Linked DNA regions of Rattus norvegicus: region 2 is linked to region 1. A link is a contact called in public Hi-C data. All regions are on one chromosome and are shown on one strand. Each heading gives the region's core, a stretch centred on a gene start, on an enhancer-like site or on the middle of the called end of the contact. The rest is flanking DNA. Distances are from core to core; before and after follow the strand shown. Region 1 has its middle 68 kb from the start of Bach2. Region 2 overlaps Bach2 (BTB domain and CNC homolog 2).

Region 1 (2,678 bases), core at 117-2,616:
AGCTGCTTTCTACCCCTCCAGCAACCATGCTATGTTGAGTTGGTGGCGCCATCTAGTGCCAGCCTGTGGAACTGTGCTGGACTCGGTCTTACGTAGCTGGGTGTGGAGTGGTTTTTCTGTAACAGGGTAGTCCAGTGGAGAGTACGCTGTAGTTCCTGAGTATAAATATACCTCATGGCAACCTTCACCCAGACTCCTCAGTTCTCAGCATCCTTCTCTTCCTTTTTCCAACTCCTGCTGAGTCTTCCTCACCCCTTTCCTCCTCCTATCTCTCCTCTCCCTCCTCCTCTCCCTCCCTTCCCCTTTTCTCAACCTCCTCTTCCTAGTCACCAGCTTTTCTCTTCTTTGTTCTCTTCCTTCCTTCATCCTCTTCCTCCTGGGACTCAGATCGTTCCAGACGCTTCCTATCCGTACCAGTAGATAACTATCAATGCCTTTCTTTCCCCTTTGTGCAGAAGTCTCTTGGAACACTTGGGCCTTCCTTCTCTGCTAATTAGACATTTTCCCAGACTCAGCCGCTTGGGCGTGGGGGTTGGGGGCTGTCTTCATTATTTTGGTGCTGTCGTTGCCTGCGGTAGTGTTTCCCCTCCTGTAAGCGGCACAACCTGGAATGCTCCTTAAAGGCTGGAGTGTAGCATGGACTGTCCCCACCGTGCTCCCTCATGGACAAGTTGCACTCGCCTTTGGGGGAAATGCATTCTCTGTTCCAAACACCAGACCTTCCACGTGGACTTTGGGATTCTGTGTTGAGTGAGAGAGCAGAACTGAGGGCATGTAGGTCAGAGTCTGGCATGGGATGGCCATGTAAAGGCGCCACGGGGCCTGAGTTAGTGTCTGAGTTTCAGTCTCCCCCATTTAACACTTCAATTCCCACATATGTTGAACACCTCATCTGTGGCTTTGAGTGCAAGTCTCTTCCGAAAAACAGGAACCGTGCTTTGGTTACCAGTTCTTGTGGTCGATACGGCAGGCTATTTTGATTTGTCAGAGGAGAGGAAAAGCAGTTAAATCTAGTTAAAATTAAAGCCAGTTAAAATTAACCGGCTCAAGAGATTTGAATGCAGCTGTTCCACACATTGAAACACGGAGAGTGAGTTGTTTTGTTTTTTGTGTTTTTGTTGTTTTTTTTTTTTATTACCACTACTGATTATTATTGGTCGTAACTTCTTTTTGAGCCAGGGTGTAGACTCTCTGCATGTTTTGGTCTGACAGAGGAAAATAATAAGCGGGTGGTGGCGGGGGCGGTGGGGGGGCGGCAGAGAGTCTTGTGTGTCCCAGTTTTGTTTCGCCCCACAGTGTACCTCTGAATGCCAGTATTGAGCAGTCAGCAGTTCCCACCAGCGGCTTGCTGACTCATGTGCCCCGGGGCCGTGGGGCTCCCTGGGCCGCTCTGCAGTGCTCAGGGCCAGCGTGGCCTGGGAGGGATGGGAGGTCACTGTCTGTGGGTCTGTGATCACTGCGAACTGATGGGCAGTCTTCTTCCCTCTACCCACCACAGCCTCTGGCGGGGCGGGCAGGGAAGCAGGCGCTGAAGTCTGCCTGCCTTTGCAGAAGCAGCGTAGGACACAATAGCGTTTATCTGGGAAAATAAGACTTTCACTTTATTGTTTTGGGAACCTTCAAACCCAGACACATGGGTAAGGAGAGGTCCTGCTGTTAACTACTTAGCCCCCCCCCCCCCAAGGACTTCATGAAATTGGAAGTGGGGCTTCCTTGGCATTGCAGAGACCTGGCCCACATCTCTGTGGGCAGCAGAAACAGGAGGCGGGGCAGTAAGGGGGTGTGACTAGCAGGCCAGTCCCTTGGTGACCACAGCCTTTGTTTGCATCTGTTGCTGGCTCTTGATGTAAAAACAAAAACAAAGCGTCTAGCCCTGGGTCAGGATGATGCCACCTGACTTAGCTGACTCCCTTTGCTGGTTTTGTTTACATAGCTCGGTTTGGGTATTTCATCGGAAAGTGTGAAATGCTGTTTTTCTGAGGTCGCTACCCAAACTTCCTTTTGTGGACGGGAGTTGATCAGATCATCCTAGACTCCCAGAGGATGATGCAAACGAGCTGAGCTGTCACAGGAAAAAGCCTTGCAGGGGCTGAAACAGAGCCTCTTGGTACCCCGGAGAAGTTTCCTGAGGGCTCTCTGACCAGTAATAAAGAGAAAGCCACAGTGACTGAAGCATATGCTGATGGACATTCTCGGTTTCCGCCGATAAGGGGTGACTCATCAGTATCAATAGAATTGTGACTTCTAATAATAACACAGTGTGAGCCCTTCAAAACATGTGGTTTTAGCCCCTGCTCTCAGTGAAAGGTTGGAAAATGTTAGTTTGAGTTCCCCCCCACCCCCCCTCCCGACCTCTTTATGTCACTGGAGTATGAAATCGTGTTTTTGTAGGTGTGATGGTGACCCCATTGTTTTTTTTGTCTCACTGTTTTTAGTTTCATTATGACTAAGAAACCAAAGTGGATTATTTCATCGCTCAGAAATCTGTGCACTAAGCGTTGCCTCTGGGGCTGTGTTTTGAGGGAAATGTGGCTGAAGAGCAGATCCTCCCAGAAGGCAGAAAGGAAAAAACTGAACAGACCACAGGCCGCCAGGATCTGGGCACCTCCTACACAGTCTATTGTGAAGGGCTGTGGGCTTGCTGAGTAGCCCGATTGCCCTGTGAGTCACCGTCAAAG
Region 2 (2,678 bases), core at 82-2,581, 320 kb after region 1:
CTCTCATCCCCCTCCCCCCTCCCACCGAACCCCTTTTTCTTCCCAACTGACTTGATAGCTTTCCATGCAAGATTCTTAAAATTATGTCTATGGTTCAGTGACTGGAGAATGTTTTCACAAGCGTCTGCACTTGGTCTGCTTAATAGAAAGATGTCTTTGAATGGCAGCATAGGAGTCAACTGTATTCGTGAGTAAAACAATGTTTCCATGCTGTCTAGAACATGCTCAGTGTTTGAATTTCCTAGTGCTTTATGCCTGGAAGAGGAAGTCACATGACAAGGAAAGACACACCTCCCCTCGCCACCAGGCGATCCCTGATTTTATTCTTCCTAGCAAACCCAGAAGCCCAGTGGATCAAGTATCATCTCTGACTCACAGAACCTCAAGCGGTCTTGGACAGAGAGAATGGATTCTCTGAGACCACAGAGCTAATTCCTTGTGGCCTGAGAAGTGAATCCCAGGATACCTGGGATTCACAAGCAGAAAGACGGTGGTGCAGAAACATCTCTTGGTCTTGGAGAGCCAGACCATTGCCATGGTCTCCAAGGGGCACACTCAGCCTGGTGCTGTATGCCTGTGGCTCCAGCTCCTGTCTGATAAATACAGAAGCAGGAACGGTTTCACAGTCCACTCTTCTGGGACTCATAGAGAAAACAGATTCTTGGTTTTGGCTTTTGCTTCCAAATCTACTTCTCCACCCTCCTTCTTCAGTAGCAGTAGTCTCTGCCTAGCAAACCAGAGGCAATGGGCAAGCGAAATGTGTGTTTAAAAGCTTGGTGGGACGAGATGGGCAGGGTGTCCCTGACATCGTTCCATAAAAGCCGTGCAGAGCAAGCGTTGTGGAGAAACGCACCAAGGCGGTACAAGCATTAGGAGTGGTAGCTGTTCCTCTCGTGTCTCATATTTGAATTCTTTATAGGAAATTGGGGTTTCAGTTGTATTTTACTGGGAATGGGGAGAGTGGCTTAGGCTACAGGATGTAGGCAGGCGTTACCAAGCAGTTGTCCGTCTGAGGAGAAGGATGCACTGTATCCCAGGCCTCCCTGCAGCCTGCCCAGCCTCTCTGGTCCAGGCTTTCTCTCTTATCTCTCTGTAGATGTGCTGAGAAAGCTGATTTTAGCTTTCCATGCACCATTCAGAAGGTCCTCTGCTCTTTGCCATCTCTAGGTCAAAAGGTCCCTGGTTACTCTGCAGGAATCTATTTCGCACACTGCTAAAGAGCTGGGACTCCCACAAAGCCTGACCTTCCTCTGGGCACTGCTGGTGAGCAGCGTAGGTCTCATACTGAGAAAATGACCTCTAATCCTGCACTTCCTGTGGGTTCCAGAGGCAGGGGAAGAGTCAACACTTTGGCAAGACTGGGACGACCAACAGGAACATATTGTGCAAACCACAGCAGTGGCCTGTAGTGCCCTCTTTCACATTTGGCCTGCTGACTCAGTGGCTATTCCTCAGAGCCTTAACGGAGAGCGAGAGCAGTTCACAACTAAAGGGATTCGTCACCTATGAACCTTGCAGGTGCAACAGCTGTGCAGCCTCCCTGCCCAGAGAGCCCACTGGATATAACTGCGGGCCACTCAGACAGGTGGCGGTGACCGTTGGAGTTGGCAGAATGTCTCGTTGTGTCATATTGTGTATTCTGTGCAGTCTCCAGGGACCCGGAGAGTAGACACCTCGTATGAGAAGTACAGTTCGGAAGGATATGTTATGCAGGAGCATTGACTAAAACACAATTGTGTAAGTTGTGCTAATCTTCCTTGAGGAAAGAGCAGAGGCATGAGCCTTCTGGGAAATGTTCAGCCTTCCAAGGCCCTGTCACGTTACCTGGTTTCCAGCCCTGTGCGGGAAATATTTGTGCACACAAAAGCTTGTGAGAATATTCCTCTGCAAAGGCCTGGGGCTGCTCCTCCTCTTCAGGAATGCCCATTGGCTTGGAAAGAGCAAAGGATTATGGTTAAGTGTCTGTGCTCCCACCTGCTGGTCCATGTAAATCCTTCCTTACTGTATGGCTAGCAGATCTAAAAACCAAAACCCACCCCCCAGGAGTGAGGGTTCCCTTCCCCCTGATAGAAAAGAAGGTGTATGGTTGACTATTTTCTCCTCCACTGACCCTCTTCCAGAGACACAGCTGGATGGCGGCAGCCCTGATGAAATTTCATATGGCCTTTGCTTTTGCTCCAAGGACTTTGACACTGCCGTTGTTGATTTTCCCTTTCTTCCCCTGCCAACCTCCCATCCTATCTACCTGGTCTGTGTTTGCTGTCTAGGTGGCTTTAAATACAGTAGTGCTTAGGGCGGAAGCCCTTTAGACTCTCCCTGTATCTGGGCCGTCGCATGTTTTCTTTCCGAGAGAAAGCAAATAACCGTCTGGAGCTAAAGTAGGATGGCTCTACTGTCAGCGGAAAGAGAAATCCCCCAGGGCCCCAGGAGTGCACAGCTTTTGTGATGCCCAAACACTGTGCCTCTGACTGATGCCCTCCGTGCGGCTGAGTCACCATGTAGGATCTGAGCGCCTGTGACCCACAGCTTATAGAAGGGAAATGAGCAGCCCTCCACATAATCAGAGGCCTAGTAGAGATGCAGCCCCACAGGCAGAAGCCTTCCCAAGAGCCTGAAAAGGAGCCATTTGTCCTGGCGGCTCCTCTTTAACGCTCAGAGCAGACCTGACCCCACAGTGG

Evidence for each region. Hi-C and Micro-C count contacts between places; a contact is called where the count stands out from the background.
Region 2: a contact with region 1 is called in a Hi-C map of liver, with 3 times the contacts expected there. The contact joins two enhancer-like sites. A contact is called at or near these places in 8 of 12 Hi-C or Micro-C datasets (the A7r5 cell line, Schwann cells, frontal cortex and 4 more) and 1 of 1 datasets of contacts at active chromatin or transcription factors (oligodendrocytes).

What each region holds. Positions count from the first base shown.
Region 1 is chr5:51,444,050-51,446,727 of GRCr8, forward strand. It overlaps a transcript of Bach2 not described here. Among named protein-coding and RNA genes, the nearest start is that of Bach2, 68 kb to the right of the region's middle. Within about 2 kb of position 1,367, at least 65 of the 93 cell types and tissues checked have an H3K27ac peak or open chromatin away from gene starts, as enhancers often do. A contact at or near this core is called in liver, where this site is marked.
Region 2 is chr5:51,762,545-51,765,222 of GRCr8, forward strand. The region is part of intron 4 of Bach2 (BTB domain and CNC homolog 2); the gene reads left to right. Among named protein-coding and RNA genes, the nearest start is that of Gja10, 34 kb to the right of the region's middle. Within about 2 kb of position 1,332, at least 5 of the 93 cell types and tissues checked have an H3K27ac peak or open chromatin away from gene starts, as enhancers often do. A contact at or near this core is called in liver, where this site is marked.